Regions from separate parts of the Capsicum annuum genome. Here region 2 is linked to region 1. A link is a contact called in public Hi-C data. All regions are on one chromosome and are shown on one strand. Each heading gives the region's core, a stretch centred on a gene start, on an enhancer-like site or on the middle of the called end of the contact. The rest is flanking DNA. Distances are from core to core; before and after follow the strand shown.

The links. Hi-C and Micro-C count contacts between places; a contact is called where the count stands out from the background.
Region 2: a contact with region 1 is called in a Hi-C map of bud, with 2.3 times the contacts expected there. The contact joins two enhancer-like sites. A contact is called at or near these places in 2 of 5 Hi-C or Micro-C datasets (bud and placenta).

The regions. Positions count from the first base shown.
Region 1 is chr8:90,849,797-90,855,877 of UCD10Xv1.1, reverse strand. No RefSeq gene overlaps it. Among protein-coding and RNA genes, the nearest start is that of LOC124886891, 8.3 kb to the left of the region's middle. Within about 2 kb of position 4,312, at least 5 of the 5 cell types and tissues checked have an H3K27ac peak or open chromatin away from gene starts, as enhancers often do. A contact at or near this core is called in bud, where this site is marked.
Region 2 is chr8:90,935,690-90,941,187 of UCD10Xv1.1, reverse strand. LOC107838896 (protein NAR1) reads left to right here. Exons shown (of 12, transcript XM_016682142.2): 11 at 280-368; 12 at 1,835-2,227. The coding sequence ends at 1,955. Among protein-coding and RNA genes, the nearest start is that of LOC107838896, 12 kb to the left of the region's middle. Within about 2 kb of position 1,782, at least 4 of the 5 cell types and tissues checked have an H3K27ac peak or open chromatin away from gene starts, as enhancers often do. A contact at or near this core is called in bud, where this site is marked.

The sequences.
Region 1 (6,081 bases), core at 3,063-5,562:
TGATGTGTTGTGTTCGTATGCGAATGACTGTGCAAAAATATTAAAATCATAATAAACTGATAAAAAATCAAAAATTTACGTAATTTAAGATAGTTATCAATAAATTATATAAAATTAAAATATAACAATAAATGAGTAAAAATTCTAAAATAATGATAATTATCAACAATTTATTAACAATTGCAAAAAATATGAGAAAAATTGCATATTGTGTCATTTAACAATCAAGGAGCCTAAATGCATTAATTTTAAGTATGAAGAGCCAAAATTGAGTGTCAACAATTGAGATAAGCTAAAAGTTCTTAATATCTTATAATTAGCTATGTAAAAATTTGCGAACCTATTTTACAAAGAAGAAAGATCCTTACAACGGAAGAAGCTCGCTCCTCAAAGGATGCGCTTGCTGCGAAAGATGGCAAATCACTTAAGCCGCTCTTTGTTTCAGCTTTGTTTGCTTGTTAGCAAGCTAAATAAGCTTCTTCTAAATCAGATGCCATCAGCTTGTACAACTCTCGACGCATAACCCTTTTATTGGTGGTTATATTATAAGAAGTTTGATTTCTACTATTGTGCTTCTCTAACATTGTTGTAACTTCTGAGTAGTGAGAAGTTGTATGAGATATATTTAGTAAAAAAGTGCGATGATAGAACTTTAATCTATGTTACTCAGATTCTTCAAAAATGTCAGACTGGTGCGGTAATATTTTTGGAGAGACTTCAAGTTCACAAGATTATATTAAAGCTACAATATTTTATACAAAATTATGAAAACAATAAATAATGTGAATCAAAGAATAATAAATCAACTAAGAGATTAGAGATAAACAACGATAATTAAAACCAAGCAAAAGAATGGTACCTACCAAAGTTAAAGAGCGTCAGCACACAGAAGAGCACAATCAGAACGATATGGACAGAAACTTGTAAGAAAATGATTAAAACAAATAATTTAGCTAACACGGATTGGGTGCATAATTTCAATGGTTGTTGTTACTTAATGGTTCAATTTTTTTAATGAAATAAATTTACCACTACAATTATAAAAGCTTCTTTGAACTGTCTCAGAAAAATAAATTCTTCCACGTCTAAACTCAACTCCTCAATTCACCCTTTGTTTCTTGCAATTTTTTTCAACCCCACCTCATACCCATACCATTTAATCATCTTTCCTTCAGGTAAAGACATGGATTTGTGTAATTTCACTTCTATATGTTGTCAACATTGAGTGTTTTCATTAAAATTTTAATTTATTTTAATTTTTAGTTGATACCCAGGAAAGTAAAGAGTGTTGAGAAAGTGAAGAATATGAAAAATAGCACAATGACGGCTGTGTATCGGGCAAAATAATTCAAACCGTTAAGAGTTGTTGACTGAAGTTCGGGAAGAAGAATGAACAATATCTAATTCAGATTCGCCATAATTTCACAAACGCACAGAAATAAATCAAAAATCAGAACTTTATCTCCAATTCGAATTCTTCATAGATTTCACAAATCCACAAAATTAAACCTAAGAACAAAATTCTACACATCTGCTCAGACATAGTGTATTCCCACCTAGTGGGCTCTGGGGGGTAAGATGTACACAGTCCATACCTCTACCTCTAAACAAGTAACAAAAGATAGATAATGAACAAAAAATTTAAGAGGAGAAAAAAAATAAAGAAAGACCCTACCTTAATGATTGCAGAAGCTAAAAATGAAGATGAACACCGTTGAGAGAAAATACAGATGAAAAATAAGCATGAAAGCCAAGTATGTAATAGGCGGAATACAACAAACTAATATAATTAATGAAATGACTAAAATGCTCTCAGAGAATAAGAAAATGCCCTTGCACAGAGATGTCGACAGCTCTATTCTTTCTTGTTTTGCGGAAATTTAACTTTTAAGTGTCGTCAAATTAAGAAACTTTTGCTAGATACTTTAAACGATCCAAAACAGAAAAATCATTTAAAATTTGAAGATTCTGGGTAAGTGATTCTTAACAATATTTTAAGAAGATTTTAGGCACTTAAAACCTCCGCTAACTTACGATTATTCGAACTATTTGAAAATAATTTTTGACTAATTTAAAAAGATTGATATGTGGAAAAGTGATGGATTTTAGAAAAACGATTTGTGGTAAAAGTAAGTTCTGACGACTTAGTAGGGTTTTTTTAACTAAGTCTAAATAAATGAAAGACAAATAACCACATAAAAGGAAAAGGAGAGAAAATAAAAGATTTAGGTTATTAGGCCCAAATCAACGAAACATATCATAATCTAATTGGGCTTTCGATCCATTTTCATCTGTCCTAATTCTACATTTTTGAGCCTTTTTGGCTTAAAATTTGCTTCACCTGTATTAAATTTACAACTTTGGCTTCAAGACCCAAATGAATGAATAATAAAATAAAGAAATACCATAACAAATAAATAAATAAATACATGAGACAACAATAAGTAAATAAACAAGCAAATAAATGAAACTTTTAAGTCTCTTAGCCGCATCAAATATGGGCTTTAATCCCTTCTTGTTCTTTCATCTCCTTGCATCCATGTGTAATTCGACTTTAAACCCTCCTTTGGGCTTGACTCGAAAAATAGGCCTCATTGGCCATGATAGATATGCAAAAAGGGACGAGCCCATATAGGACTCAAATGATTTCCAGCAAAGAAAGAAAATAAAACACATTAAGATATATTCGGCAAAGGTAGGGAAAAAGGGAGAGTAAAGGGAATCAATGCATGCTCAGCCGAAGTAGGAAACTAGAATGGCTAATACATGATCAACCGGAGGAGGCAAGCAAATGTGAAGAAAATTTATACATATTAACTACATAAGCAAAGCAACAGAGATCCAAACAAATAGTCAAGGGACAGCCGGAAGTAGTAAGACACACATGTCAACTCGAACAACAGACATAATCAAGATATGAGAATTAAACTAATCATTAGGCGATCAACCGAATAAAAAAAATATAAAGGAAAACTGATAAGTAATCGACTAAAGAGAGAGACATAACATGGATCTTCAATAAATAAAAGTCGATTAACAAACAAGGAGATATGCTCGTAAGGGCAGAACATTAACACGAAAATTGGCCGCTATCGAAGCAATAAAGGAAACCAGAAAATGAATCAATTTCTAGACCGGAATTTTACAAAGATATTGGCATGCCTAAAGGGATATTATCAGAAACTTAAAAGGCTACCTTTTGAGAAAGAATCCTCTATATCAAAAACTGCATTCAAGAAGAAACCAGTAGGAACTACCAATGCACAGCCAAAACTTCAAGAATCAAGTAGTAAATATTGATGAACAACCAAACTTTCCTTTCTTGGACTCGAAATGCTATAGCCACCAAGTCAAGTGGTTGTGATAGCAAGGGCTTTGGTACTTAAGGCAACTACTATATTATAATCAAACCCGACAAAACAAGGGCAAGAATGCATTTAAAAATCCCAAACGTTCCAAAACAGGACCTTGGCAGTAGGCTCTCGAAAGATAGAGGTAGACCATAGTAATACTCTACTCCATCCTTCCGCCTTGCTTTCGAGAGCAAAATGAATATGACTTCATCTCTCTTTTCTTGATGATATTGACCAAGAAAAAGAAATCTCCGAGCAATCGTCGACCTTTCTTAAACACAAGAATTTATACTAAAGAAAAGTTATCTATTCCGTCTTCTCCCAGAATTCCCCACCCCTCTTTGCTCCTAAAACTAGCCTTTTTATAGAGAATAAGCTAGAGTTCCTTTTAGGGCTTCAAGCGGTGTGGGATCCGAGAATTTTGGGGGGTATATTTGGAATTCTCAAAGGGAAAATTTGAAATTTAAAAAGGGGGATGGGGATGAGTTGTAGAATCGTACGGACATCGTGCAAATTTGCAATGATTTTATGCTGAGCTATTGGAATTAGTACAAATTTTGAGAGAGAGAAGATGGTAAAGCAATTGAAACTCACCACATCACGGTTTCTAGAACCTCTGGGTTAAGACTCTCGTGCCTTGCACGTGACGAGAAACAAAGGCAAGGAGAAGCGAGTTTGATTTCTGGATCATTGAGGTGGTTGTTTGTACGTGGTTTCGGGTCATGGGTCATGGGTCACGGGTCAATGACGGGTCAGAGTTGATGATTCTTTTCGGCGTTGCTGGTTGTTGATGTTATTGCTGTTTTTTGAAGGTTGTTGAAGGTCGTGGGTTGTATACTGATATTGAAATGGTTGTGGTGTTTTGTCCTTGATGAAGAAGAGGATAGAATGTTGGGTCAGGTCAGTTTGGGAGATTGGGCTGAGGTAATTTAAAAGAAGGATTGGCTGGTTTGTTGTTTGTTGGAGTGGGCCTGGGTAGTGTATAATTGGAATGGGCTGCTGGGGAATTGTTTTGGGTATTGGGTAGAATAGGCTATTTATTATTGGGCAAAATTCTTATCCCCTTAATTATGAGTTTCACAGCATCAGTTTCATAATTACATAATTTAGTAAGTTATATTTTCTATTTTTGCAAACTGTTACTACAAAAATACAAATATATGTGATTTTTACTGCTCTTATGATCGATATATATTTTGTATTTTTACAAACTGTTGCTACAAAAATACAAATACATACAAATACATATGCTTCAAAATATAATTTAATAAAAATATTGTTATTTTTTGTAATTGAATACTTAAATATGCTACTTTATATATATTTTTCCTTTATTAAATAGTCAAAAAAGGAAAGCTTAGACAATTTTATTTAAACTTTGGCCTAATTAAAACTCAATCGACCAATTGCATTGCAATTATGGTCGGATTAATTTCAATGAAGGTCCAAATTTAAAAAATTGACTAAATTGAATCGAAATTCGATATGAATTAACACCTTGTTTAATCCCGAATTTCTTGATTTAATAAAATCAAACACATATTTATCCAAATGAATTATTTTTGTGAATCAATTATGTTTAAATCAAGATTTTAATCTTTGGAATTTATTTTCAAGATAAGCCCTGATTAAGATCTGAGATTTTGTAAAATAAATATCTAAGTAACAAAAATGATAAAATTTTGTATAATTGAATATGATAATATATAATCGTTACTTAAAATGACAGATCCACCCAAACAAATATTTTGAAAAGCTTTTTATTCGAAAAAAATAAAAATTGAAATTTTATTTTAAAATAGAAGAAACTCGAAATTAAACTTAATTATGGAGGACAAAAATTTGGTGTCAACATTTCTCACACTTATATAGTTCTACTATAGTAGAAATTTAAGACAATCCCATCAAAAATTACTCCATTATGATGCTAACATACGGTTTGGAGAGGATAAAATAAGAAGAAAAATTCTTGGAGGAAAATGCATGATTATTCTTGTTGACGAAAGTGAACAAACTGATTATAGAAAGTGAAAAAAAATTATCACGCTTTATTAAATTGTTACATGTATGATAAAGTCTTGATTGGAAGGAAACGAAAACATAGATCACGAGTAGATACATATCCAATATTTATTTTATTTTAAAATATTATTATCATGATAGAATTTCTGTTAAATTAAATCGGGTTAAAATCCTATTGTTTCCTCCTTATTTAGGGTTCTAAAATCAATGATGTATAGATCAAAATATAACATGATGGAAGTAAAGAATTTATATATTCCAACCAATTGAAACTCCTTTTAGTCATCGTTGTTACACCCTATTAAATATTTGTATTTTTCAAGATTTTTTATTTCTTTAATTCTGTTTAAAGACTTGAATGTCTATATAGAAATAAATATAAAATTTACAAAACTTTTAGTTTTGGAGGACTAATTTTTTATTTTAAAAAAAAAATTATTTAGCGTGGAACGAAATAACTTAAATAGGATGGAACTAATATAAAAGATTCATATAACCCCTATTTTATGTTTGAAGCAATAACAATGCTAACATATTTAGAGAAATTTCACAAGTGAGACTTTATTATAATAAAATATACATAAATCTTACCCCTTTTTAGAAAATAGAAATTGTTTTCAATAGACCTTCAGTTCAAAAAGAATTATTTCAAAGCAGGTTGAAAAAAAAAATAATAGAAGTATAGAAGGCATAGCAAATTACTATA
Region 2 (5,498 bases), core at 533-3,032, 88 kb before region 1:
TCAAAAGCTAGCTCATGAGGGGAGGATTGTCCAAGTCCATATAAGCAGACCATTACCCATCCCTTTCCCGATGTGGGATACTTAACAGAACTAATTTGAATAGATTTGAACAACTGAAAAATTGGTAAATAATACAGTTTAGTCAACCCTTGTTTTTGCATATAATAGTGTGGATACATTGTTTATCAATAGTTATACATTAAATGGTATCGTTTTCCCTGCATGTAAACTTTCTGATCTTATGAAAATTGCTCCAAATGCTCTTTGTTAATGTTTCAGGTTGTGGTTGCTGATCCTTTTAACAATCCCATCATAGAAGGCCTATACAATGAGTGGCTTGAACATCCTGGTTCAGAGAAAGCAAAGAGGTACCTGCATACCGAATATCATCCTGTAGTGAAAAGTATCACTTCACAGTTGCACAACTGGTAGGAAATGCAAAATATCAGCTTTTTACTGATTGGTTAAGTTCCCAGTGTTTCCCGCTGGTGTTTTTATTCTGCAAGATCATCTGAAGAGGGTTTTGATGCTACACTGCATTGATCCAAAGTGCTCATGGTCTATGTTCATGTGGCCATGCTCCACAATTTTGAGAGTCCAATTTTGGTAGTGAACGTGTTCACCCCATTCTGTAAATAGATTGTGTTTGTACTTGTGTTGCAAATTACACAATAGTCTAGGGTGCAATGGCAACATTATTCCCCATCTGGATTGGAGGAGTTGTATTGTACGTCATATTACACAATCCCCCATCTTTATTTTTTTTGGCCACATAATTTGTATTCGGAGAAGAGAGGCAACTTTTATGCCAATAATTTGTATTCGTTAAAAGAGCGGCAACTTTTTATCCCAATAGTAAATATTACCAGAATCTTAGTGTAATTTGTTTTCATACACTGCCTTTCCTTGTTCTAGTTTATATCATCGCGAGCACATACATGTTCATTTCTTGTTTGGGCACTGCTGTTTGGTTAAATGTTTAGCTATACGGTATGAACTTTGTTTTGAGGTTTGCCCTACTCATTAAGAGGCAAGAGCACAAGCTCCCATATCAAATAGTTGCACTGGCCCATATCTTCTTGACATACAAAGTAATAGCCTGTTTGGCGAAAGCCTCTGGGAAGTCAAAAGTGTTTATTTTAGATTAGAAAGTTAAGGTGTTTTGCCAAAATTTTTGAAAAAAAATGTAGGTGCTTTGAAGCACTGGTGGTCCCTGCTTGATTTGGGTCACCTCCTTTTGTAAAGGAGATAAATTGCTGGACTTTGGAGTCAAGGTGCCGGTGCACTTCTTACCCCATTAAGGTCCAAAACACCCACCAGTCTTATGCCTCTTCATTTGGTCCAAAACACCATCACGCTCATCACCAATTCTCACTCTGAAGCTGAAAAAGAAGTCACAAAAAATCAGCCACCACTAGTGCAATTTCAATACCAATTTAGATCAAAGTTGGTGTTGATTCCCGAAGGAGCCTTTGATGATGACTTTGCTTGTTCAAACTTATTCCTCCTAGTTCTTTACCAATATGGCCAAATTTTTTCTGAGTCCTAAAAGGACTTTGACTTTGCCTACTCCCCACCCTCTGATATTGATTTGCGCTCCCTTGGCTAGATCTGCACCTGCATTTCCAATCTCTAGGAATTTTATTTGATACGCTTGTGTCTGCAACCGCAGATTCTTGAAATTAAAGATTTGATGAATATGTGATGAGGTGCTAGTGACTGATTTATTAATGAGGTAGTTATATCTGGTTTGCAAGTTCGGGTTTAGTAGATTGTTTATAGGTGAATAAATCAGTCTTCAGCGGCATCAGTTGCTTTTGTTTATTGGTGGCAGGGCTGCTATAGTTGTTGTAGTGGGCTTGGGCAAGGTTATATATGAGGTGAACAGCGGCAGGTTGATCAATATTTCCGGGATCGACTCGAAATTGATTTGTCTCATGTGTATACATGGTTAAATCCAACAACATGGAGATGTGTTCATGGAGAGGTCAATTGACAGAATCTTCAATGAGTTGAGCCTTCAGAAGTGGTTGCTCAATTTTATTTAATGCTTTGGCAGGTCACAATACATATTGGATTCTCGTTCAATTCTTGATTTATTCTCTTCTTAATAGATTTTGTTCTTTCCTCGTTGCTTACTTATAATCAGTTAGCTTTACAGTTTGTCAAACACATTGTGCTTGTACTAAGCTTTGATTAGGCCTTTTTTGTTCCTGCGCTTGAGTAACGCTTTTGTCTGACGAGTATTCTAAGTAATTTTTCCACCAAAAGTTTCATTTTGCGTCTGCACATTGTTGAAAAGCCATGGACGTTCTTCTACTTGGTTGCACTTTTGAACCTTCATGTCTCAGTTCATAGAGAATTTAGGTCGTCTTCTCTTATGATTTGCAAAACTGATACTCCAGTCTTATAGTGGTATGCTTGTAGTTGTCTTGTATATGATGTTATGTTTTGATCGTCCCGCTAAGTGTAATTTTGTCTTTGTACTTTTTAAGGAAGAAGTAATGAAGTATATCCAAAATTGAACCCGTTAATAAAAAATGGAAGAAAATCATGTTACGAACTCTAGGAAATAGGAAAAACTCTGTCCCATATTAATTGTCCACCTTATTATAAGAAGGTATCCCAAATTATTTGTCCATTTATCAAATCAAGATAAAATTAATTAAAATCTTATTTTATCTCCATAATTAATATTTTTAAAAGCCTAAATAAGTTTATAAGTACCATTTTTTCAAAGGAGTAGATAAAAGGTAAATCAGTAAAATTATGTTGTTATAAAATAAAAAACCAATATTAAAATAAATAACAAAGTATATAGAGAGGGAGAACTTCTTCTTATTACCTCATGTTTTTGTGGGTTACAAATACAAGGGAAAGGGTTTATATATAGGTCATATTTTTGGCAATAAGTCGTTAAACTTGGGGCCAAAGTTGTATTTACTTGGGAAAAGGACATGGTATGATCATTTTAAAAAAAATGGTCCACATTTGAAAAGGTGGACATGCTGTAATCAGTCGGCTAAAATAATTTTCCTTTTTATTGGGCACATGCAGTCTCTATAATCAATTAATACACTTTTATACCATATTAATACACTTTTATTTTATATTGATACACTTTTTTAAAAAGAGGAAGGAAATTCTATGCAAGGACATGCAGTTCCTAAACCCAATTGGTACTCTTTTATACCACATTAATACACTTTTATACTACATTGATACACTTTGATACCACATTGATACACTTTTATACCACATTGATACACTTTTATACTTGATTGATACACTTTTATATCATGTTGATACAGTATATATACCATATAAATACACCTTTTACAGAGAAAATTTGTGCAAGTATATACAACATTTATTAAACCCTGTACCCTTACTGTCCAAACATTCCATAGATGTGGCGCGCTACACACCGATGATGAAGATTCTACCTAACGCGGCTTGTCAGACTCCCTAGGACTCCTTAAAACCTTAGATTCTGATACCAAGTTTGTAACGACCCAAGATCACCTCCCGCGACGTCACACGGTGCTTAAGGCTATAAGTAGCCCCAAGCTAACCTTTTGAGCCTAACACTTCTCATAATAACTCATTCTAGAAAGAATATACAAAACACTGGCACTATCATATCAAATGAAAGGAAATACGAAGATAATACTCGGTCCAAACGACCACAAAACTAGAAATCTCAACACAACCATAATCTGATAACTAGTCTGACAATGCCTCAACTACTTCATGAATCGAGAGCCGTTGGGACAGGTTCCCACCTGACTCAAACTTAACTAAAAGTAATAGCATAAAAACTCGAATACTGAAATGTCCGAAGATAGGTCCTCGAACCATGAGGAATCACCATTGGGGAGATGTAGACAAAGGTACTCATAAATCACTGATGTGGCTGGGAATGAGCACCTGAACCTACATTATAAGACAATGTAGCACATAGACGTATATGTGGATCAGCACTTGGGAATGTACTGAGTATGTGGGGGTGTATGCATTTATGTAAAAACAGTATCAATACTCTTCAATCAAATAATGTATGCAATTAGGAATGACTCACATGACTTGAATAAGTAAAAATGTAAAGCTCATAAATCATGTAGATTGAAGCATGTAACACAAATCTCGTGAGTCATTATAATTTAGCTTTAAAAATCTGAAGTCTTCTCTTATTCTCATTACTCGAAGACTAAAGAAAGATTTAAACAATACTTTTAACTTATGCATATATCTCATGGAGAGTAAAACTTCTTTAATGCTCAAGAACTTATAACTCTTTTGAACTTAAACACTTGGAACTCGGAATCATGTAACTTTGGTTTAAACAACTGGTGATCAACTCGTGTTAGTACGAAAAACTACTTCCTTCTTTGGAAAATACTCAAAAGTAATTCTTTATTTTAGAAAAATATCTCATCTCAAAGCTTTAGGGGAAATATTCTATCTCAATGCGAGCTACATGGATTCCAACGTCTTGTCCTCCTAAGGAAGAAACCTCACGTTGGGGAGAGGCGTCATACTCTTGCCAAGGAGTATAACCTCAACTCAGTGATCACTTATCTCAGTCTTGAGCCCAATCATCTCGGCCTTAGGCCCAAAATCTCAAACCTACGGTGGCACATAGTTCTGGGGTAAGAAACCATGGTAACTTACCCAACTCGGTGCTAAATAATAATCCCTTTAGTTTATCTCACTCATCTCATGGAAATCCACTTTCAAAATAATCTCATGGTTCATAAGAACCCAACAATCAAATCTGTAATCTCATGTGGTAGAGTGGATTTCAAAACTTTATGACCATTAGGTCAAAATATTTCTCAATAATCTTAAAATACTCAAATCATGGGTGCTTATAGCACAATAGTTCATAAAATTGCAAGTCTCAAGTAAGGCTTAATGACCCATAATTCAATCTCAAGTTAAAACTCATCAAAATGCATATTAGATAGCATATAGATTCATAACTCATGTAGAAATCTGAAAATTTCAGCAATTTAGCTCATAATCTCAACATACTCATATACTTCAATAGCTCAAACATTTCAATTATTAACTTCTCAAGGATTAAAATCATGGGGTATATACCCAGCTGCAATTTCTCAAGAAAATATAAAAATCATACCATTAGACTGTCAATTCATGGGAAACATCAAAAACTTGCAAATAATAACAATGGGTGAAAAACCCTAATTCAATTTCATGTAAAATCTCATAAGTTGCAGAAAATTGTAGTTTAAATAAGCCTTTGGGCAAAAGGGTGAAAGGATTACCCATGTTCAAAATCCCACATACCTTAGATTATGAAATTGGATGAACAAACTTGCTTTAAGCTCTTCTTCTTACTATTGAGAGAGGGTTCTTGCAACCCTTAAATGTGGGAAACTTAAATCTCAACTCAATTTGTAGAATCCATGGTGAGTTCTTGGATTTCTTGGAGAAGGGTTTTAGATTTGATCTTAAAGGAGAAACCCCAGCTC